2 separate regions of the Mus musculus genome follow, and region 2 is linked to region 1. A link is a contact called in public HiChIP or PLAC-seq data. All regions are on one chromosome and are shown on one strand. The core of a region is the stretch at or near the end of the contact, and the rest is flanking DNA. Distances in the headings are between cores, read along the strand shown.

The links. HiChIP or PLAC-seq counts read pairs in DNA pulled down with a chosen protein or histone mark.
Region 2: an H3K4me3 HiChIP or PLAC-seq map of bone marrow-derived macrophages shows a contact between it and region 1, with 2.0 times the contacts expected there. The contact joins the promoter of Lman2l here to the enhancer-like site in region 1. A contact is called at or near these places in 9 of 39 promoter capture datasets (the 3T3-L1 cell line, 3T3-L1-derived adipocytes, cancer-associated fibroblasts and 5 more), 18 of 484 Hi-C or Micro-C datasets (CD4 T cells, DN3 thymocytes, the G1E-ER4 cell line and 14 more), 7 of 115 datasets of contacts at active chromatin or transcription factors (T-cell acute lymphoblastic leukemia, bone marrow-derived macrophages, embryonic midbrain and 3 more) and 5 of 9 other capture datasets (adipose tissue, embryonic stem cells, liver and 2 more).

Annotation. Positions count from the first base shown.
Region 1 is chr1:36,377,186-36,384,310 of GRCm38.p6, reverse strand. Fer1l5 (fer-1-like 5 (C. elegans)) reads right to left here. Exons shown (of 53, transcript NM_001277076.2): 6 at 6,347-6,456; 7 at 5,796-5,924; 8 at 4,771-4,833; 9 at 3,897-3,947; 10 at 1,496-1,526. Among named protein-coding and RNA genes, the nearest start is that of Fer1l5, 8.6 kb to the right of the region's middle. Within about 2 kb of position 2,935, at least 1 of the 459 cell types and tissues checked has an H3K27ac peak or open chromatin away from gene starts, as enhancers often do. A contact at or near this core is called in bone marrow-derived macrophages, where this site is marked.
Region 2 is chr1:36,442,474-36,449,598 of GRCm38.p6, reverse strand. Lman2l (lectin, mannose-binding 2-like) reads left to right here and starts at 4,328. Exons shown (of 8, transcript NM_001013374.2): 1 at 4,328-4,549; 2 at 5,990-6,108. The coding sequence starts at 4,366.

The sequences.
Region 1 (7,125 bases), core at 1,686-4,185:
CATTATGATCGTGACCTCACAGCGGTGGTGGAGGTTACCAGCTCTGAGCCTGCCGAAGGCTGGCCCTAGTAACAGTCAGTCACAGATGGAGGAGGAGCTCATGGCTCCCTATCTGTCACTGCTGAACTACTGGCTGTTGATACACTTTAGGACATGTGGAGTCACTGTCTTTAGTTGAATATCTACCATTGAGCCCACCAGGCTCCAACGGGTAACTCTAAACCCATGGTCACACAGATGGCCCTGGTTAAACTCAGTGGATCACACACGCACGCACACACACACACACACACACACACACACACACACACACACACACACACACATGTAAATATGAGAAATGTTTATAGGGACATGTACTGGATGGTTTTGTGTCAACTTGACACAAGCTAGAGACAGCATAGAGAAAGGAGCTTCAGTTGAGGAAATGCCTCCATGAGATCCAGCTGTAAGGCATTTTCTGTTAGTGATTAGTGGGGAAGGGCCCAGCCTATTTTGAGTGGTGGCATCCCTGGGCTGGTGGTCCTGGGTTCTATAAGAAAGCAGAGTGAGCAAACCAGTAAGCAGCACCCCTCCATGACCTCTACCAGCCTCAGCTCCTGCCTCCAGCTTCCTGCCTTGTGTGAGTTCCTGTCCTGACTTCCTTGAATAATGAACAGTGATGTGGGAATGTAAGCCAAAGAAACCTTTTCCTCCCCAACTTGCTTTTTGGGAATGGTGTTTCATTGAAGCAATAGAAACCTTAGCTAAGACAGTGTGGGATAGGGGTAGAAAAGGGTGGGAGAGAGATAAGAAGGTTGGGTTGAGAAAATACTCAGCAAGCGTGTGTGTGTGTGTGTGTGTGTGTGTGTGTGTGTGTGTGTGTGTAAAAATGCCAAAAACCACATTTAATTAGCTTATATCTATCTATCTATCTATCTATTAACATTATCTATATTAGAATAATATGCTTAAAAAGAGCACAGTATGGGGCATGTGCCCATGATCCTAGGACTTGGAGTCTGGTTCATGCATTCCAGGCTAGCCAGCTTCAAGAAAAACAACAGCCGGGTGTTGGTAGAGCATGCCTTTAATCCCAGCACTCAAGAGGCAGAGGCAGGTGGATTTCTGAATTCGAGGCCAGCCTGGTCTACAGAGTGAGTGCCAGGACAGCCAGGGCTACACAGAGAAACCCTGTCTCGAAAACAAAACAAAACAAAAAACAACAAAAAAAGAAAAACAACAAAGCTGTTACTGGCTTTAGAAATTAGAACTATAACTTAAGAGGTCAATACAAACTGAGCATTTGACTTCCCCCTCCCCAGGTGTTGAACCATTCAGGGAAAGATGCTATTAGTACAGGTCATGATGAAACACACCACAAAGTAAGTAACTATTTCCAAGCAGGCAGCTACTTTGTGATATCTTCTCCCTATGTAGTGGCGATTCTGAGGGATTTTTTAACTCTTAGTCTTTTTCCCAGAAGGCTCAAATGTTTGCATTATCTGTCACCTACCTGGGGAATGGTAGATAAACCCAATGTCTGTCTGAAAAAGAGTAAAATGAAGATTAGCTTGGGTTGATTTCTGTTCTTGTTTTTGTTTTCAGATGCGTTTTCACTGTTCAGCTCTGGCTGTCATGGATCGTACAACATTGACCAGGCTGGCTTTGAACTCACAAGAGATCCTCCTCCCAGTGCTGGGATTAAAGGCATTAGCACCATGCCCAGTGAGCTTGGATCTTAAATGTCCTCCTAAAGCACCATGCAGTAAAGGCTTGGTCCCCACCCTGGCCATGTGGGGATGGGAGAACCATAGAAGCAGAGGCCAAGAGGGAGGGTTGTGGGTCTCTGGTCAGCACCGTTTTGAAGGAGATCTGGGGAAACCTATTGTTCTGTTTACATGTCTTCCCTTTCCTCAGCTGGTCTCTTTTTTAATATATGTGCCACCACAGGCCCAAAGAGACATTAATTAACATCTACAACCAGGAGCCAAAATAAGCCCTTTCTCATCCTATGCTGAATTTTACTGGTATCTGGTCTAGCAAGGGAAAGTTGTTCGGCACAAGCCAAAACCAAGATTTGCAATTCTACCTCATCCAGTGGCCACACTAGAGCAATGCTTAAGTGTCAATTTAGTCTGAACTCTGTAGAAAAAAATGGAAGGACCATTGTCCCCGATATCGAGGAGGCTACTAAGTTTGAAAGATGCCCCAAAGGCTTAACAGCTAGTTAGAGGAAGCCTGTGCTGGAAATATCCATACACTTAACTCTTCCCTTTCCCTGGGTAGGGAAGGGAAGCGCTATGCTAGGGATGAGGATGATTGAAAGAGACTATAGGTGGCTTCCTTTTTCCTCCTGGGAGAGGGCATTAGCCTAGGCCTGAGGGAGATGCTACAGGAGAAGTGGCAATGTGAATAGGCCAGTGCCCAGGCTCCACAGATCAACAGCAAGACTGCATAATAGGCCTGCTTTCAAACTCACTCACTGGCTTGTATCAGATAAGCAAAAACTTCTTACACACACACACACACACTCACAAAAGTATAAGCTAGATTAGAGCACTTTCCCAGCTTACACACTTACACAATGCACTGAGTTCAGACCCTAGCAACACACACACACACACACACCACATACACACAAACACATACAGATAACACAGAGATACACACACAGATACACACAAACCAACACACACAGATAACACACAGAGATACACAGAGACACATCACATACACATATACGTGCCCACAGACACACACACATACCACACACACAGATATACACACACACACACACACACACACACACATTGTACAACCTATACAAACCCAGATACATGGAACTTTACTAAAATGGCTTTCCCCCATCCCCTTTCCGTAGTGTGGGAGACTGAACCAGGATACTGTGCTATATCCGCACAAAGTTCTAGACTTCATCAAAACAGGAACTTGTGATTTTTGATCATGGATACACATCATCTAGATGTAAAAATAGAAGCACTGGACTGGCAAGATGGCTCAGCACGTTAAAGTCTGGCTGTGTGAGTCTGAATCCTGAGTTTCACCCCTGATCTAATGATAGAAAGAACCAACCTCCAAAAAAGTGTCCTCTTACTACAATATGACTTTTAGATTGTGGCACATGCATACATGCACACATGCACACACACACACACACACACACACACACACACACACACACTCACACAGAGAAAAAATAAATTACATAAAAATAAAAATTCTGGGGACTTGAGAGATGACTTAGTTGGTAAGTACTTACTAAACAAACAAGGGCCCCTGGCTTAATCCTTAGAGCCTATATAAAAGCTAGTGCATGCAAGCATACATACACACAAACATACACACACACACACACAAAGTGAAAATAAATAAAACTTTTCATCTTTAAAAATAAAAACATTAAAATTAAATGCAAATACTAAGTTGGGCATGGTGGCTCATGTCTGTCATTGCAGCAATTGGGAAGCTGAGGCAGGAAGATGGCCGTGAGATCGAGGCTAGCCTGAACTACATAGTGAGTTCTTGACCACTTTGGACTATGCCACAGAATCTTCCCCCCCTCCCCGCCCCCCAATCTGTCCTCAAAGGCATCAATCTCTTTCTGGAGTTCTTCAGCACTTAGGGTGACCTTCTTGGACCCATGAATGGGAGCTGAGACTTGTCCAGTGTCTATAGCACATGACGGTGGGTACCAATCCTTATCTGAACCTGACACACTCTAACCCTCTCGATGCTACCTCAGGCTTTGCACAGTGTTATGGTAGTTGCTATTGCTGTTAGCATCCTACAGCTGAGATCCACACGTGGATCTGTGTGAAATGCCAAGTCCTTTTCCCTGGACGGGATCCTGGAGCCCAGAAGTTTCCCCAGCCTCCTCCTCCATCAGGGCTCACTTGGAATCTCCCAATCTCTGCTTTAGATCTTGATGCTGCAGAGTCCACGACCTGTGGAGAGTTTCCAGAAAGATCTTATCATTCACAATGCCAATTACCCCTACCCTCTGTGGAAGCAAGGATATATCTGGGGGTCGGGCTGTCATGTAGCTGAGGCTGGCCTGAAACTCACTGTGTAGCCAATAATGACCTTGGACTTCTGACACTCCTGCCCCACCTCTGGAGCTCTGGGGTTCCGGGTGTTAGGCCACCCCCACCCACCCCCACCTCACTGAGCTTCCTAATGGCCAGCACTTGCATGTCATTTTTCTTAGGTAGTTCTCAGAGGAGCCTTGTGAGGTTCATATTTTTAAATTTAATGTCATTGATGAAGATATTGATCAGAAAGATCAATTCACTTGTCCCAAAGTAAGCTGTTGTAATCTACTCTTTTTAGTACATATTGTTCTGGTTGTTTCCACTGTGTTATGTGCCCAAGAACACGGAAATGGCCTTTCAGGGTGGGAGGAAGCTTCCCCCTCAGCCCTGTGCTGGACACCCACCCAGAAGGCACTGGACGAATATATAGTCACCATTGTCACTGGCTCCCTCTTGTTGGGGAATGGGGTATGTCACTCTGGTGACAAGAGAATTTGGCTTCCATGTTCACCCAAGCATGTAGCTCGGGCCTCTGCCAGTTGGCAATCTCTAATAACACTGGTTGAATGAATGAACAAATGGATGAAGTGTTTGGACCACAAAGGGGAATGAAAGTGTTGGAGATGGCTGCCTTGGAGACAGGCAGACACGTGACTCCAACTCAAGAGTGTTCTATGATACTGAGGTAGGACAAGAAAATGGTCCTGTTTAACTGGAAACCAGTTTGACCCCTTACCTCGATTGAGATGTTCTCCTCAAAGAACTTTGCAGGAACCTCGTGGAAATTCTGGAAGAATATCTGGAGCAGAGAGAATGGGGGCTGGGTAGACAGTTTCTTCCACTACTTTATCCAAGGACCTACTACACTTGAAGCTTTGGGATAAAATGCTTCCTCTACCGCCAGCCCCTCCCCTCTCCCTCACTACACGCCCACTTCAGTGACTCTCTGCTTATGATCACCCACAGACCCCTCAGAACCAGAGGTTTCCTAGGCTCCCAGGGGGTGTTCTGCCCAAGGCCTCTCTAGAGAACCTAGCCGTTCAGAACCAGCCCACTCTTCCACAGTAGCCATTTGAGCCTTGTGTCCCTTCTGGATTGCCCCGCCAGTCCGCTCCACCCTTCTCTCTTCGTCAGCTAGAACCTCCTTTCCCTTGTCACTCCCAGACTTAAGTCCTCCATGGCTGTCAGGAGCTATCCGTGGTGGGACCCCTAATCTGCACTGCACACTCCCAGACACACCCTTCAGCTACAGTTTGGCATAAAAAGAAAAAAAAATCAAATCTGCTCCTTGCTTCCAAGACTTTGAATTATCTCTCTGTCCTTTTTATCTTCTGGTAAGTTCTTTATAGTTTTCGTAGCCTTTCCTAAGCCCTCTCCACTGTCCCAGGACCTGGTCTTCATTCATCTAGTCACCTGCACCTTCTGTTTTCCTGACACCATGCTACTGGGGCTCAGCAGTGAAGAAATGTGCGTGAACTGGGGTTGCTTTCCATAGCCCCGCTAACAGTGCTCCCCAGACCTGTCTGCCCCCCACCCCCGCAATTGTTTGTGGGTTCACATGCTGTGTTGCCATCAGACCACTAGCAGAATTAACCCATCCTATTTGTCCAACCCTGAGCATAATTTTTGATGTGTAGTCGGTGCTTGATAAACGCTTGTAGCTTACAGACAGTCCACTTGGGAAGCAAGCTTGCCAGCTGCTTCCGGGGAATGCCGGGCTCCTGGCTGGCTCCCCTGCCCTACGTGGCTTGTTCAGCCTACCTCATTGAAGAAAGGATTGTTTCCCATCTTGATCCGAGTGAGATGCTGCTGATCTGCAATGTTTACCTTTACTACAGGTTTGATGTTGTTGCCCAGGAGCTGTCGGGCTTCAAACACCTTCACCCGGACCTACAGAGGGGACACCCAATAGATCTGATCATGGGAGTGTGGATTTCCCTCCTCCAAAGGGGACTCTTCTCTCAAAAGCAAACCTTTCAAGGTAACAACACTCCAGGTACTACAGATAAAGATCCTATGGGGGAAGGCTGGAGGGAGCTGAATGTTAAGGAGCACGCTTGGGTGATCAAGGGTCTGATCAGCTGCCATAAGGACCCAACCCCCCCACCCCCTCAGATTTATTTATTTTATGTATGTGACTACACTGCTGCTGTCTTCAGACACACCTGAAGAGGCCATCGGACCCCGTTGTGAGCCACCATGTGGTTGCTGGGAATTGAACTACTCAGGACCTCTGGAAGAGCAGTCAGTGCTCTTAACCTCTGAGCCTCTGAGCCATCTCTCCAGCCCTCCCCTCCCTTCTAGTCTCTCACCTGAAAGTGTTGAGGCTTGGAAGCCAGAGCCCTGTGCATGGGGAGGCCAGAGACCATTAGTTTCTTCTGGGTCACCTCATTTACAGTTGAGCCCAGGAGCTCCTCATTGCCTATGGAAAAAGTCCAGGGTGGACAGTTTAGAAGGCTTTTAAGCCTTTCCCCCTTTCAATCACTGTGTCCTCCATGACCTACTCCTGATAAAAATCTGACCCTGATAGAGCACATGTCTCTCCCTGAACAAGCTCATGGGGCCCTCATTCTCAATAGTAAGGGATCCTTGGACCCTGCCCTTCTTACGTGGGGGCTCTTGGAAATGGCCACCCTTATGTCTTTCTGGCCCTACTAAGAGAAGCCTTATGTCCAGAGATGAGAACTAAAGATGGAGAAATGGGCGGCATTGCTGGCTGGTTTTGGTCCACTTAACACAAACCTAGAGTTATCTGGGAAGTGAGATTGTCCCCATCAGATTGCCTATAAGCAAGTCTGTGAGGAAATTTCCCTTAACAATTGCTGTAGGAGGGCCCAGCCCACTATGTTGGTTTCACCCATGGGCAGGTGGTCCTGGGCTGTATAAGAAAGTGAGTTAAGCATTCATGGAGAGCAAGGCAGTAAGCAGCACTCCTCCATGGACTGCGCTTCAGTTTCTGCCTCTAAGGCTCCCATCCTGAGCTCCTATCCTGACTTCTCTTTATGGTGGACTGTGGAAATTAACCTTTTCTTCCTCAACTTGCTTTTGGTTGTAGCGTTTATAGAAATCAAACTAGAACAGTGGCATTAGC
Region 2 (7,125 bases), core at 3,079-5,578, 64 kb before region 1:
TATCACTTGTCCTCCACGGGTCTTTGCCCCAGCAATGGGTCTGTCTCAGCTGACACCATTCTGCCAGTCAGCCTGAATCCACAGAAGTGGCAAGAAACTGCAGCACACCACTGTAAGATTTTTGGTGTGTTTCTCTCTAGGGAGTCCAGACAAATGTAGCTCAACTACCCAATGTAAGGCAGACCAATACATGCATCATTAGAATCCTTCATCATGTGTCCTTTCATGTGCTGGCTTTAGCAGAACATTTTTTTTTCTTATGTCTGCTTCAGTTAAACATTCCTTTATGAGTCTGCATTAGCCTTTCACCTGTGTCCACTTCAGCTAAATGTTCTTTCACGTATTTGCCCCAGCAAAACACCATTCAACCAACTTTTCAAAGAACCCTTAAGTTTCAACTTCACGTACCCTTATAGAAGTCTCTGAAATCTCACATACTCTCTATGTGTAGATACATAAAGTCTTTATCTCATGCTTTCAGCAATACAGCTTGTGGTAATCTTCTTACATCCATCTTACCCACCGAGAACAAGAAAGATGAAATACATTTCTTGAGTGCATACAGCAGAGCTCTGTCTCAGAGAGAGAGAGAGAGAGAACTGGAGAGAGAGAGAGAACTGGAGAGATGGCTCAATAGTTAAAAGTGCTTGTTGTTTGTTCTTTCCAGATGACCTTGGTTCAATTCTCAGGACCTGAATGGTGGATCACACAACTACATCCAGGAAAACACCCATACACATAAAATAAATAAGCCTTTTTTTAATTATTATTTTTTTATTTATTTTATGTACGTGAGTACACTGTCGATATCTTCAGACACACCAGAAGAGGGCATTGGATCCCCGTTACAGATGGTTGTGAGTTACCATGTGGTTGCTGGGAATTGAACTCAGGATCTCTGGAAGAGCAGTCAGTGCTCTTAACCGCGGAGTCATCTCTCCAGCCCTAAATAAATCTTTAAGAACTTTCTGGGCATAATGACACATGCCTGTAATCCTGGCAGTCAAGAGGATGAAGGCAGAGGGTGTCTCAAATTGAGGCCAGCCTTGGCTACAAGTTAACTTCTAAGACCCTGTCCCATAATTTTTTCTAATTAAAAAAGAAAAACTAACTAAGAGTCAGGTGTGGTGGTATATACCTATAATCCCTCAACTAGAGGTGAAAGGAGAGCTGGATTCCAGGCCAACTTGGGCTGTGTTGCAAAACTGTCCCTGGTAGGGATGAGCTACATCCTTACATTTATTTATTTATTTATTTATTTATTTACTTACTTACTTATTTCTTTATAGACAGTTCTGACTGTCCTGAAACTCAGTATACAGACCCAGATGTCTATCTGTATACCTGAACCATGCTGTCCCAGAACTCAGAGATCTGCCTACCTCTGCCTCCTTAGTGCTGACTGGTTGGTACACACCTTTGAACTCAGCACAAAGGAGGCAGAGGTAGGCAGATCACTGTGAGGATGTAGCTTAGTGGTAGAGGACTTGTCTAGCATGCACAAGGCCCTGGATTCAGTTTTCAGCACACACACACACACACACACACACACACACACACACACACACGATGGAGAGGAGAATGAAGATGATGAGGAAGAGAAAGGGAGAGGAAGGATTGTTGCTCAATGTTAGAGAATTTGTCAAACATGCTTGAGACTCTGCACTAGTTAAACAAACAAACAAACAAACAAACAAACAAACCAGAAGAAAACCACCACCCAGGGTTCATGACTTCATTGCTTCATTGAGTCAAAGACAAACTCATAGAAATCAAAGTCCTGATGACCACATCGAATATCTGTGGTGGCTTCATGAAGAGGCCCAGTAATTCCACCTTGCCCGTCCATCTGTCTTGTTCCTTCATCAGTTTACAGTAAGCAACAAACATTCATGTTACTTTGCCTGTGATGTATGGTGTACTTAGACATGGAGAGCTGGAGCCAGGTCTCGTGGTTCACACATAGAATCCCAGCACCTGGGAGGCTGAGGCAGGAGGATTAGGAGACCCACTTAGGCTACACGGTGAGTTCACTGCCAGCCAGGGCTACACGAGACCCTATGAAAGGAGAGGGGGGTAGGGAGCATAGGTTGGTGATATAGTCCTTGCCTGACATGCTTGAAATCCTTGATTTGATTTCCCTATATGACAAAACAATGAAGAAATAGACAGGGCTGGGGATGTAGCCTGATGGCAGAACATTTCCCTAGCATGTGCAAGGTTTGGGTTTAACCCTTAGCAGCACAAGGAATGGGGGAAAACCAAGGTAGAGGGGCTAGCCAAACAACAGATAAAAGTCTTCAAAGGTTACATTTTATTATTTAAGCACAACAAAAACAATCTACTTAACAGAGAAATATAGTGGAAATAACTCTTTAAAGCCAATAGAATCCTTACTCTGTACTGGTGACAGGGGTTGGGGGTGTGGAAGTGGGTGGGGTTTGGTATACGAAATAAATAAGAAAGGCCTGTGAGCTGCATTCCTGGATAGGAGAACATGCTTAATATGTTAGTTGAGTTATGTAATTCCGGTGACACCCATTTTAATGGACATGTGTACAGACTGATCTGATCGGTTCCTATGGGGTTTGGGTGGCCAAACTAGGGTGACTGGAAGTTACTCTATGGCCACTGTGGGTCCTAAATGGTTTTGTGGTAAGTGAATGGCAAAGAGATTAACTGCAGTTCCTAAAGTCTTGTCACCATTTATCTGTCTCGAGATAGGGTTGTAAAAGATCGGTAGCTTTGTCAGCTTTCAAGAGTTGATCTTCTCTGAGGCAAGCTCACATCTTGTTTCTCTGTAAAATTTACTCATGTTTGGAAGAGAGTTAGCTTTGACTGTGTCTATTGGGAAGATGTAGACACAAGTCTGATAAGTCCATTGTAGCTATCTATGGACCAGAGTCAGAGCTCAGCAATGCACACACGGTCGGGTCTGAGTGGGGTCGAGGGAGGCCTCCAGGAGGAAGTAGGTAAGAGGAAGCTAGTTTTCTGAAAGAAGTGAGCAATCAGGCAGGAAGCTGGAACTTGGTGAAATATGAACTCTGGGGTGTAGTACAACCAATTTAAGTTTATCCCTGACCAGCTTACAAGTAAGTGAGACTCAGACTATGGTTATTTTATTTGGCTTTGACAGTTTCTAGGGGTAACCCCTAATCTACTCTTCTAACTGCTGGCCTGGCTACCTCCCCAGTGGTACAGCCTAAGTACTTGGCTGCTTCTTCTGGCCATGGACTCATAGTCCATCTCGTCTCCTGGAGGCTTCCTCCCCTTCTTTCGTTCTTCCTCTTCTCCCCTGGTTTCTCTTCCTTCTGCTCTCTTCTCCACCCTCAACTAAGTAACTTAAAACCCACCTACCTCTAATCCCTCCCTCCAGTAATTGGCTGTAGTCAATTCTATTTAACCAATCATTTTAAATCAAGGAACAAGGTTTGCACAATAAAAGCATGTAACCCTGAAAATTCACACAGAATTTAGCATACACTTAATTTCTATAAATATCATCATGTGATGTTGGTTGATTGTGCTCGTCAACCCAGCATGTAACCCAGGCTGCCCTTTACACATTTTACAGTTTGCCAGATGTTTGTTTCTTTGGTTTGGTTTGCCTGTTTGAGACAGTTTGCCAGATGTTTGTTTCTTTGGTTTGGTTTGCCTGTTTGAGACAAGGTTTCTCTGTGTAGCCTTGGCTATTCTAGAACTTGCTCTGTAGACCAGGCTTGCCTCAAACTCAGAGATCCAAATACCGTTGCCTCCAAGCATTGGGATACAATCCGTGCACCACCACCACCCTGGAACCAGTCGTTTCATTCTAATGAATTACTTAGGTCACTCCCTAACTCACTGTGTTGACTTTGAACTCCTCACCTTCCTGCCTCAGTCTCCAGAGTGCTGGGATGACCTAATGCCTTCCCACATCGTAAGTCAAGTTCTTTACCAACACAGCTAGTCTTCAGTTCCTTCCACTCATTTTAGTCACGGATTTGTCTATTTTTCTTTTTACTTCTATGCCCTCTTGGCTGTTAGCTTGGCGGCCAGGTAGGTACAAATGGCAGTGACAATCGGGAAAAAAAAATGTTTTATCGCTTTAAATTTACTATAGAATGCAGAAACAAACTAAGAATCTCTATTACTAGCAGGCCTGGTGAAGCCTGGGACAAAAGCAGAGAAGGGAGTCTGGACATTCGGCAACGCCCCTTGCCTGGGTTGGCAAGGCAACTGCTACTAGTCAGCCAATCGGTGGGATACTCACCTGCGGGGGAGGGAACTCTCCAGGAGCCAATGGGAGATCGGGCCGATGGTTCCGCAGGCCAATGGGTTGGGCCACGGGGCGGGCTTTTTGATGAAGGGCCGGCGGTGGGAAAGATGGCGGCGGCTTCGAGACCCTCCTGGTGGCAGCGGTGGCGGCGGCGCGCGTGGGCTCGGGACGGGGCCAAGCTTTTGCTCTTTCTCCTTCTGTTGGGGTCTGGGCCGGGGCCGCGGCATGTCAGGGCGGGTCAAGCGGTGGAGTACTTGAAACGGGAGCACTCGCTGTCGAAGCCCTACCAGGGTGAGGCGCCCGGGGCGAGGTGGTCGTGCAGGGAGGGCTTGGGGACCGAGTCGGGACTGAGCTCGAGGACGCAGTCCCCGGCGGGAGGGGGCGCCCCGAGGATCTCCGCTCCTTTGAAGAGCCACAGGTCCGAAGGACAAGGGTCCGCCCCCCACCCCCGCCCCTTTCCGAGCGCTAGAAGTTTCTAGTAGGTCTAGGTAGGGCTCTCAGCTGTCACTAGTGTCAGGCTCGAAGGAAGAGGTGTTTGGAGTTGGACAGAAATATGAGGAGAGAGAACTGAGATAAATGAGGGATGGTTGAGGACCATTAGCGATGAGCCGGTGTCGGGATAGAGTGGTGGCTGCTCTGGATAGAAAGCAAGAACCCGGGTAGAACTCGGTCGGACTGAGGAAGGAGAGGGGGAAAAAAGTCTGTTTGCTGGTTAGAACACCTGCTCCTTCCTTCCCAGGCCGCGAGCCCTGATGATGAAAGAGGCTGGTTAGCATTGCTCTCTTCAGGGATTTCTAGATCTCTAAGCACAGCTCAGTGTCAGAAAATTGACACAGGTGTCTACAAAGAAGAGAAATTAATGCTGTTAGAGCTTAATACAAGTTTGTTTTTCTCGCAGAGCTGTGGATAGGGGGTGCAGGAAACACAAATTTAAACTGCAGAAAGCAGTTTGAATTTTTGTTACTAAGATGTCATTTCTGTTACTAAGATGTCATTATTTTACTGGTTGGTTGTAGTACCTCCTTAGTGTTGGTCCCTGCTGATACTATGGGTTAGTCTGGTTTTTCACCCTGGGGGTACTTATACTTAGTCTAAGGGATTTGGGGATAATCAGCTACACTTGAAAGATTGATTTTATTTTATTTTTTAAATTTTATTTATTTATTTATTTATTTATTTATTTTGTTTTTCGAGACAGGGTTTCTCTGTGTAGCCTTGGCTGTCCTGGAACTCACTCTGTAGACCAGGCTGGCCTCGAACTCAGAAATCCGCTTGCCTCTGCCTCCCAAATGCTGGGATTAAAGGTGTGTGCCATCACTGCCCGGCCTGAAAGATTGATTTTAAAAGAATATGTTTAAGCTCATAGGCTTTTGAGAATATATCTCTTTTAATATAAATGACAAAATTTTTGTCCTTTCATAGTGCTAAAGTTCACCCACACATACAGATCTCAACTACTGTTACTGTGCCATGTGTAAATGACAGCTCTGTGGTGGGTTGGATTCTTCAGCTGAAGAATTTAGCTGAAGGAAGTTTGGTGAGATGTCAGGTACCTGTGGTCCAGGAGCCTGAGACAGAATATTGAGACTCACATTCAAAAAGAAAAAGAAAAACATTAATTCATGTATTCATTAATAATACTAAAGGAAAAATAATGGCTCCAGTCTTTGTAGGATCTGGCTTTGTGAACCAATTGATGAAGACTATGGGCTGATTCTCCCCTCCCCATAGGTGTGGGAACAAGCAGTTCTTCGCTATGGAACCTGATGGGCAACGCCATGGTGATGACACAGTACATCCGCCTCACTCCAGATATGCAAAGTAAACAGGGTGCCTTGTGGAACCGGGTGGTAAGAGGCTTCCTGTGTTAGGACCCTCAGTGTCCTAAAAATGCTCAGAGTGACTTTGACATGACTTCGTTGTACTGTCTTTTCCCAGTGTTCATCTTCTAAAGATAGTAAAAGTCTTTAGAGAGCTGGAGAGATGGCTCAGTAGTTAAGAGCACTGTCTGCTCTTCCAGAGGACCTGAGTTCAATTCCCAGTACCCACATGGCAGTTCACAACTGTCTATAACTCAGGCATTCAGCTCCCTCACACAACACACATGCAGGCAGAACACCAATGCACATAAAGTTAAAAATAAATACATCATTAAAAAGAAACTAAAAGTCTTTAGTTTATAGATAATGGTGAACTTCATAATACAGGAGTCAGATATTTCTCTATTGCCCTGTTAGAACAAATAACTCATTTTCTCACTAACTTAGAGCAATTCATTTTCTCTGTAACCTGACATACCACACTTTGGGATTTAGTAGCTTAAGTCTTATTTAATTACTTTGTTAAACAGAAAACTTTTGGCTTTTTGCTGTTATTGTATGTTTGTTTCTTTAGCATGTAACCCAGGTTGTCCTTGAACCTGATACTAGCCCAGGCTACCCCCAAACCTAAGATCCTTCTGCCTCAACCTCTGTACTCTGGATATGGTGCTGTGTATCTGTAGTTCAAATTACTTGGGGGGAGGGAGTAAGGTAGAGGAACCAGTTAAGCCCAGAAATTGAGTCGCAGCCTGGGCAACATGTGGGGCAGTGTTGCTTGATACTTATGTAAATATAACAAAACTCCCAGAAGTGTGTTTATCCCAGACGTAATCCTAGTGGCCTCTCTGTGTCAGTCAAGAGTTTGTTTCTGCTTCAGTATGAAAGTCACTTTGAGCCATTATAGACATTTTGCTTGTCCTCTGGACCCCCTCTAGCTACCTCTTTTTCCTGGAGGTGTGGTGGCAGGAGAGAGCACCTGGGGCTGCTGCGCTGTGGCCGTGCACAGCCAGGTCACCGTCAGGGATGACTTTGGCATCCTTGGTGTTT